Linked DNA regions of Mus musculus: region 2 is linked to region 1. A link is a contact called in public HiCAR-type data. All regions are on one chromosome and are shown on one strand. Each heading gives the region's core, a stretch centred on a gene start, on an enhancer-like site or on the middle of the called end of the contact. The rest is flanking DNA. Distances are from core to core; before and after follow the strand shown.

Region 1 (4,883 bases), core at 1,192-3,691:
ATGACAAGTGCCTGTGAATCACAGAGCTTTGGATATGATTATTACTATTCAGGAAATTATAGCTCATACAGTAATCTATTAGGATCAAAGATTTTACTGCATGTATTCTTAGCAAAGAAAATTGCCAGATAGACAAATGTGTAAGAGTGAAGTTAGAAACATTTCAAATAATCCAAAGATTGTATTGTTACCATTATAGGAAGACCATTATAGGAAGAAAGGACAAGAAAACAGATTAGTATGGAAAAGTATTCTGGGAAGGTTTTCCTTTTTATTCTTTTAATTGTGTCTGTCTGTCTGTCTAAGTGTGTGTGTCTGTGTGTGTGTCACATAAATGTATGGTCATGTATATGGTAGCTACAGGTTGACATCAGTTGCCTTAAACTAATTTCCTCCTTTCTATTGTTGTATCTCTCTATGTATATGTATATAGTATCTCAGTATCCTTAGCTGTCTTAGAACTCCTTATGTAGACCAGGCGGGCCTCAAACTGTGCTATCTGCCTGCCTTTGCCTCCTAAGTACCATTGAGCCATATCCACAGCCCTTCTTTACTGTAATTTTAAGTCAAGCTCTCTGTATGTTTCTCAAGCATGTCTTGAATTTGTGATCTTCCAGCCTTAGCCTAGAGGCCCCATATTACATCAGCGTACCACCACTTGCTACAAAATGACCTTGTGGTTAGAGTGCTGAAATAGAAAAGGACAATCTAAGGTCTGGCACTTGCAAATCTAGCTCTGCTTCTGTTTGAAAAGGACACTTCCTTTAGTCATAGAGGTTCTGCCTATAGGTGTAGTGAAACCTTAACTGCTCATCTCTTACACTGTTTTAATTCTTACAGAGTGCATGGGGAAGGGTGCATTCCAAAAAATAAAATAAAATAGAGTTAAAGCAGCAGAAAAGTCTATCAATTTTAATTCTTGTTCATTATTTATAGATTTACATTTTTCCCATGTTACTGCTGTGAACACTTTGCTTTGTGGTCACTGTAAGCATTTGGGAGGGAGGGACAGAGAGAAGAGCGATGATAATCCATGCGTCCTTGGCATCTCTTCAGAGCAGTGCACAGAACATGATGCTTTCTTGTGTAGAATGTTTTCTAATTTTAAAAATTAATTTAAGGAACCCTGAAAAAAAAGATTCCTTATGTCATTGCTCTAGCCTTATTTTAAAATAGCGTCAAAATGTCAAAAGTGGTGAAAACTTTCCAAAAGATTCATTGTAATTTGGTTTTAATGACTATTGGGAAGATAAAAGACTTATCCTTCATTAAACTTTAAAAAGCAAAAACTGTCAGCATAATTAGATAACCATAATAAGAGTACTTTAGGTGGAGTTTCTGCGTATTGACTTTGACATGACCTTGGTAAAAGGGAATTGTAGTCTACACATGCAGCACAAGGAAACTGGAAAGTTGGAGTTAAAATCATTATAACCTATGTTATTCTTACTTTTAAGAAAATGTAATTTTTTAAAAGGTAGAAAAAGTTAAAATTTTGTGTGTGTGTGTGTGTGTGTGTGTGTGTGTGTGTGTGTGTACGTATATGAGTATGCATGTGCTATAATGCAAATATGGACGGCAGAAGACAATACTGCAGAATCGGGAAATCAGACTCAGGTCAACAGGCTTACACGGCAAGCAACTTTACCCACTGAACCATCTCACTGGCCCAAAGTGAGAAATATTTTTTTTAAACCATAGTGATATAAATAGGAGAGCAAGGTAAGGTGACCATGCTTTAAAATGCTTGCAACCTGAAGGATGAGTCAACTCTGATTTTCAAAGCTGCAAAGAGTCGACTTCTGTGGACTGATGGAAAAAAAAAATGCTGAAGTGGATTTATTGAAGGTCATTTTCACAGTGAACTTTCTGGGCACGAGAAGCCTCGGGGAAAATGGAGCAAAGACATATTGGAGGAAAGATGGTAGAACAGATAGACGCTGCGATGCTCCAGCAGATTACTCCGAGCAGATCAATAAGCTTCTTGAGAATCGGCTAAAGCAGTTTCATGAGTCAGGCCAGCAGAGCAAGATGGCAACGGCCGAGGTGGGGGTGGGGAAGGTTGCGGGGGCGGGGAACGCTGCAAGGGTTACGCTACTGAAGCTGTAGAATCTGGAAAGGGGGAGAACCAACACTTACAGAATCGAACTGCACCACGACTTAGCCGTACAGTTGTTAACTCTCTCACATATGCACCAAAAATTGTTCCTGTTGTAAAGCGCTCTTTCTAAGAGTTCACTCAGCCGCCTTTGATGCAAAAACAGTGAGTTTTTCAGCCTGCTTCACTGTCAATCTTGATGTGTGTAATTAACCACAGGCCTGCAGAGTTGAAAAGACTTCCTGACTGATTTCTGATCCTGTGACCTCTGAAGTGCTTGTGGACAGGAGCAAAGGGGTGACTTCCTGGTTCCATTCATACGTTAGGATGAAGCACAATTGTCCTTTATGTTCAGTCTTCATTGGGGTGAAAGTCGTGCTCTGCAAAGGGAGTTGAAGGGCTCCGGTGTTCACCGCTCTAATTACTTTCAAATGGTCTGAATCCCACCCAAGTATTGGACTTGGCAACATTCGACCAGTTAGATGCAGGGGAACAACGCCCTTTGGACGTAAGGGGTGGAGTTATGAAAGCCGTCTTTGATTCTCATGCAGATACTGATGGACCAGAAGCTAAAGCTCAGAGCATAAAGATGAGCTCCGCTTCAGCCAAAGCCAGGACAAGAGGGCATTCGACTTTTTCTCATTTTCAGCCATTTGCAAGTCTAGAAAGAGATTTGGTACCATTTTTTTGTCAGCTTTTCTTTCTGCTGTTCTGAACAAATTAGGATTATTATCCACAACTGAATTATAAAAGGGGGTGGGGGGGAGCATGTATGAAAATGAGGTTTACTGGGCAAAGACCAGGCATAAACAATTTCAATTTTTACACAATTTTTAAGACATATACCCAAACTCTCAAGTGTAATGTATTGTGTTTCTTTGTTAACAGTTCTCCAGTGACATGCCAGGTTCAAATCCAGTGACAAATTTCCTTAAGAGCAATGTCTAACGATGTCATCCAATGTTTCTTTCTTTGCTTCCTCCTGTTCACATTTTTTTTTCTTCAGTTTCCATAGCACATTATCAACGTTATTAGGAGTCTAGATCGACACTGTAAGACACATAAAATATTCCTTTCTGTCAAACACTAAAACTTTTGTTTTCACAGAAGGCCCCGCTGCATTCTCAGAACTCAGATGACTGAAGACTTATGTAGTTGGGCCCTTTCCACGTTCCTTGATTTCCTTTGCACTAATTCTTTTAAAACAAGCCAGTCTCACAAGACAGTGATGTCAGACCCCAGTCAAAAGGGCCTAACACAGTTATCATTTGCTTTAGAATAAAAACTAAGCTTATGACCCGTCTGCATGTGCTGGCTAGCGGGGTTTAGGTCTTGATGCACCGTTTTGGAAAAAGAAGTTGCCTTGCTGAGCTGCTCTCACATTGCTTGTGTGCCTCTTTGTGCAGTACCAGGGTTCTTCATTCCTCTGGAAAAGCAGCCAACCCTCTTAACTACTAACACATCTCTCCAGCCCCTGACTTCACCTCTTGAAAAATCATTAATACTTTAAAAACAGAGTGAGGTGGGAGCCCCCACCCTTTTTTTTAAATGGTCCCAATGCTACTAAAAATATTCACACTTACAAAATACTTGATAACAGTATTTCTCTGGGTTGTACGAGAAATGAGTCCGCGCAGCACTGGCAGACGGGGATGCGTGATTAGTCAGGTCCGGCTTCTTTCTCCTCCACCTCATCAGAGGCTGACTCTGGCTTTCTGGCTTTCTCTTTTCTGCAGCTAGACCTGGCATTCTTAGTCAGCCACTTCAGCGTGTTTCTCACTGTTCCTCTCTTCATTTTCATTCACAGTGTTTTGATTCGTGATTTGTCCTTTCCCAAGCCTTTTATTTTTGAGTTCGCCGACAGAAGCAGGATTGGCTGACTGCCTAGCGGAGCTTCGCTTGGGCTCCTTGTTCGCTGCCCCTTCAGAACTGATCTTACTCCTGGGCGTTGTGGTTTTGCCAGGGCACATTTGATATCAAGGCTTTCTGACAGAGCCTGGCCTGTCAGAGCTGGGCTACCTGCTCACCCCAAACTGTTGTGAAAATCATTAATTTTTGAAGCCAAATACTATAATAACATTGTTATATAAATATTCTAATTAAACTTACCTGTTCATAAGACTTAATTAAAGAGATACATACTTAGAAGGACCATTATCAGTAAAGTGGGGGTCAGCAGGTTCTTACTGGAATGGAGCTAACAATTCTGCACACTACCTTACAGAGAAAAAGAAATAGTTATTTCTAAGAGTGTTGTGTCTGGCTTTTTCCAACTCCCATAGTATGACTTATCAGAGAGACTTACAGCAACACTTATAGTGGCATAGGTTCTATAAAATACTTGTAAAATTCTGATTTCTGATGAGCCCGGTTGTAATTCCTGCCTTTCTCAGCTCTTTCACTTTATTATAGATCAGAGATTGCCAGCACCCTCACAAGCTTGGTAGCATGGCTTTTCTTACTAATCAAAGGTTATCCAATACAAAAATAGAAAGTCAATGCATGCTCTTGATCTCAAAGATGAGGGAAAGGGATATATAGAACTGAGTAAAACTATTTCACTGATTCTTGAAAATCAACCTAAGGAGAAGTCCTAAGTTAATAATGGTAAACTGTAAAGACCAGACTAGGCAGTACTGTGGGTGTTCCTTTGGCAAAAAGGCTGTTTGTACTGTCATGTCCCAGAAGCTTGGAAAACAACATTTAAGATATGCTTGTAAAGAAATTTGCATCTAGGAGAGAAAAAAAAATCTCTATGTGCAAGGCTGCCTCCCTATCTGTACCA
Region 2 (4,883 bases), core at 1,660-4,159, 170 kb before region 1:
ACAATCTTTGCAAAATTTTGTCACTTAGCATTGCAGTTTTCAGAGAATTTCCCCTTCAGACCTCAAAAAATGAGCATTTCATAAGTTAAATATGTACAATGAATTGCCAAGATTTTCTTAAATTTATCAGAAAAAAGTATATTAATTATGTAAATATAGACTAAAAGCTTTACTTCATTTTATTTATACAGTTCTGGCTACAGTAAACAACCTGTCAACCAGAAAACACTTTCCATTTATACTGTACAGACCAATACTGTGTTTCTCAATCATCCTGTAAATTAAAAAGCTATTATAAAATATATGCTATAAACAGTCATTTTTTTCTCTGAATGTTATATTTTTATGTATATTATTTTTGAAAGAAAAATTGTAAGATAACTTACGGCTATAATTTGTTTCTGAAATATAAAATGTTAAACAAGGAAAAAGTTCAGAGATGGAAAAGATGACTCTGTCACTAGGAGTGTGAACTGCTCTTGCTGAAGACAAAGTTCAGCTCCCAGAATCCAAGTCAGGCAGCTAACCACCATCTCTAGTTCCAAGAGATCCAAACCCCCTATGGGCACAGACACACATGGACAGACACACACACACACACACACACACACACACACACACACACACACCTTACAGGCACACAAGTACATAAACAAATAATAAAAACAAATCTTATTAAGTAGGAAAATTTCACATCAAATACTACCCAACTTGAAATTCCTTCTCTTGCTCTAGATGTTTATACTGGATCAAAATAAATATAGTTATAGTTAATAAAATTAATTTGTACTTATGAGACAAGATATAAAATTCCTCAAGACCATGAATATCATGAGTTCACAAACCTAAATGACTTCCCAATGCATTGTGGGTCCTGTCCATACTTCCTTCTGGTTGTGGCTATGCAGGTAGAAAGCATCAAGCCTTTGGTACCTTGGGAAACTCCTCATCACACCTTTCATTCAACCTAGATGACAGCTTTAAACTCTAGCCAGTAGATTCACGCTCTCCTCATCCTTTTGTTTACAAACTTTTCAGAAAATGTATATAAATTTTTCTTAAGAAAAAAAAAAAAAACGGAAAAAAAGCTCTTGGAGGAGTCACATTGTCAATATATGTTCCTAAGCTAAAACTGTGTATCTTGAATCTTTCCATGCCTGGAATCTACTAGATTCCTCTCTTTTCTTATGAAAGAAGGCTAACATCACTCTATAAACTCCAACATCTTAAATAAAAGTCTTTCAATTACAAAGCAACAAATGATCTTCCTAAAACTATCATTCCCAAGACACAGAAAGGCAAATAATGAAAAAGAACAATAAACAGAAACCAAAGCAACAACAACAAAAAATGCCCAGAAGCCTTAGCCTTATTGTAAGAATTCGACTCACTTTATAACCTCCTAACTCACTTTGCAATTAGAAACTTAGTGGCCCATCTCTAAACAATAGCAATATCTATCAGGATGTTGTGCACTTAGCTGTAACTTTGCTGTGTAATTATTGAGCGCTGTCTCCAACTTACTGTTCCTTTGAATATTAAGTGCTCCATTGTGTACTTCAAAGGTAATAGATTTTTGAGAACTATCCTTGAAAAATATATGAATATATTTATTGAATGTTGCTTGTAATAGAATTATATGTTAGGAAATTTGTTAGAAGTAATTGAAGAAACCCTAAGACTTTCCAGGTTAAATCTCTTCTAAAATACTGTTTTCACTCTACATCCTACTAACTCACTTGGCAATTGGAAACTTAGTAGCCCATCTCTAAACACCAACAATGTTTATAAGAATGTTGTGCTTTAACTGTAACTTTACTGTGTAATTGAGAGCGGTCTTCAATTTACTATTCCTTTAAACAGAAATGATTCTGTCTTCTTCATTCAGATGTCAGATACATTATAAGCACCCAAGTATTTGTGACATGGATGAATGAAGAATTTGTTATAATTAATAAAGACACTTTAATAATGTGACTTGTATTGTAAATACCAAGACCAAATTCAATATATACTTACTAAAACTCTATTCATTGGAAAGAGAGGCCCCTTGGTCTTGCAAACTTTATTTGCCCCAGTACAGGGGAACACCAGGGCCAAGAAGTGGTAGTGGGGGGGGGAGTGAAGGGGGGGGTATGGGGGATTTTTGGGATAGCATTGGAAATGTAAATAGAGAAAATACCAAATAGATAAATAAATAAATAAATAAATAAATAAATAAATAAATAAATGTACTTTATTGATCTCAATGATTTTATTGATAAACTATTATTTACTATTCCTTAAGATGATTTGAAATGGGTAGTTTTATCATTTGAATTTGTAAACAGTTTTTTTTTCCAAACCTTTTAACCTCATCTGTCATTTATGTTTGAGCAAGACTGGCTAATTTACAATACAAAGCATAAAAGGCAGTCACACTGACTCCATTAATAAAATATGCAATTCTGATAAGAGCTTCTTATTTCTACTGTCTTCTGATTGCAAGGCAGATGAAATACTCTTAAAATACTCTAGGGCTGCCAAAGATATTTAGGAGAAAACTTCTCATTGTCTTATACTTCACCAACTGCTAGGATGAATCCCAGAATGTGCCCTTACTCTGAAGAATACACAAAAATCAGCTAGGAAACAAGACACAGAAGCCAAAACTCTTGTTTAAAATGTAAGCTAATGGTTACAAAGCTAAGATTTAATATTTGGTCTTTGTATTGGCTAGTCTTGGTGGTCAACATGACATAACTAGGAAGAGGAAGCCTCAGTTGAAAAATTGCCTCCATCAGACTGGCCTATGAGAATGCCTATGAGGGTGTGTTCTGGATAACTAACTAAGGTAAGAGGGCCCACATTACTGTATGCAATACGATTTCTAGGAAGGTGAGCCTGGGGTAGAAACAGAATGTCAGCCTAGGGGCAAACCATTAAGCTTCAAGTTCATGCCCTACTTGAGTTCCTGTTCTGACTTCTCTCAAGGATGGACTATAACTGCTAAGTGTAAACAAGCTTTTTCCTAACCAGATTCTTTTGTTTATGGTATTCATTGCTATTCACACTCCAGTGAAGTCTGCTTGACAGGCCAAGAGGCTTGGAAGCACTCACAAGTCAGGGAAATTCAAGGAAACTTAATCTCCTGGAACCAGGCATTCTCATAAACAGTATACTCATATCCTATTTCCGCATTAGTCTGGTGTATGGATCCACGTGCTCTCTTTTAGGATTATTTTATTATAAGTGCCTTTAAAGATTGAATTCTGACATAGCTAAGCCTTCGCCAGTGTTCCAACGTCACAGAAAATCCTTGAAGCCGACAAACTTGGAATTCAGTAGGAATTCAGTAAGAAGGTTATCTATTCATTCAAATTTAGTTCTAAAAGAGATGGTGAAACTAATTAGGCATGACAAAGAACAGAGCGGGACTATCTCTGGGCTGGTCTGCAGAGTGTTTTCTTGGGACAATAGCCAGTCTTTCCCAGACAGGGGAATTCACAATGGCCTAGTGAATAGGTGGGTTTACCATGAAAGAGTTAGGGAATCCCCCTGAGACAGGTTTCTTCACTAGGCCCAAAGAAACAGCATCATCAGGCATTTACTAGAACCCCTGGTGGTGGGCTTAACAATAGACTAGCATTACTCCACTCCTTTCTTAGTGGCAGTGGCCTGATCCCCACCTTCTTTTGGTGTATACATTCCTTTTGTATTGTGTCACTGTAACTCACAGATGTATCCCACCTGGTTTCTTGTTGCTCTTCTGTATAAAAAGTATGATGCTCGACTTGAAAAATTACATTCAGATTCTACACAATCTCTTGTGTCACTTCTATTTGTCATTCATCAGCCGACTCCTTGTCCACCTGCAACTAGAGACCCATTCTACGCAGACAGGTGCTAAAAAGGGTCTTCGGCAATTCATCACAGGAGTGGAAACTGATATGAGAAGTTGGGTGTTTCTGTGATCAATCTAATCATGCTGTTAGCGAGGATAAAGGGGAAGATTGTGCAAGTGTTTAAAATCTGCACAGGAAAACATTCTAAACACTATTCTAAAAACTATTCTAAAAACTTGAGAAATAATGCTGGGAGCAAGACAACAAAGGATGTCAGGATCATAAACTTTCAGACAGAAGTAAAGACTCTGCTAGGGCTTTTCATGTGATAATTTGGATAAGGAATCTGGAGAAATGAAATCTGTGCTTCTCTGGTTGGGAAATGGATGCTACGCAAGGAGGGTTGAAGAACAATCTGTGATTAATAAGAGTTCATTTATCTGATGTGAAATCATAAGGGGAAATCACACAAAAGATGTGATCTGGGGGCTAGGAATGAGACTGTATTTCAAATAGGAAGCCAAAATTGGTAATGTGTAAGAATAGCCAATGTGGTATTGATTTGGGAGGCATGAAACTGAGGTACTGAAAAAGACATGAAGAAGAGCTCAGTCTTAGTAACGGACAGCAGGATCAGAGACTCTGAAGACGGGCTAAACATGCAGACTCAGATGTAGCCAAAACTGCAGAATACTGGAATCTCAGAACTGTGATACATTCATCGAGGGCAGCAACAGGTGTTGAAGTGGAGCAGCATTTAGCCCATGAGATAAGCTATGCATACTACAAATGGCAAGTTGGAAAAGTGGAATTGCCTCAATCTTTTGCAGGCAGATTATGAGTAAATTCCAGATGCTGGACACTGAACTATTTACACTGCTAGATTTGGGATTTGGGATTTTGATTTGACTATAATTATGGCCTAGCTCATCTTTTTTAAAATAAAAATCAGTTTTGTTTTGTTTTTTATTTTACAGAAAACAAAAGGCTTTGAGTAAAATAAGAGGCTTAGAACTTTTAAAGAAAACTTGGACTTGCAAAGTATTGGAGGGTTTGGTT

What was found. HiCAR-type assays count read pairs that join an accessible place to other places.
Region 2: a contact with region 1 is called in a HiCAR-type map of embryonic stem cells, with 4 times the contacts expected there. The contact joins two enhancer-like sites. A contact is called at or near these places in 1 of 484 Hi-C or Micro-C datasets (embryonic stem cells), 6 of 115 datasets of contacts at active chromatin or transcription factors (all in embryonic stem cells) and 1 of 9 other capture datasets (embryonic stem cells).

What each region holds. Positions count from the first base shown.
Region 1 is chr12:65,425,994-65,430,876 of GRCm38.p6, reverse strand. No RefSeq gene overlaps it. Among named protein-coding and RNA genes, the nearest start is that of Gm25599, 100 kb to the left of the region's middle. Within about 2 kb of position 2,441, at least 34 of the 459 cell types and tissues checked have an H3K27ac peak or open chromatin away from gene starts, as enhancers often do. A contact at or near this core is called in embryonic stem cells, where this site is marked.
Region 2 is chr12:65,592,422-65,597,304 of GRCm38.p6, reverse strand. No RefSeq gene overlaps it. Among named protein-coding and RNA genes, the nearest start is that of Gm22782, 29 kb to the right of the region's middle. Within about 2 kb of position 2,909, at least 5 of the 459 cell types and tissues checked have an H3K27ac peak or open chromatin away from gene starts, as enhancers often do. A contact at or near this core is called in embryonic stem cells, where this site is marked.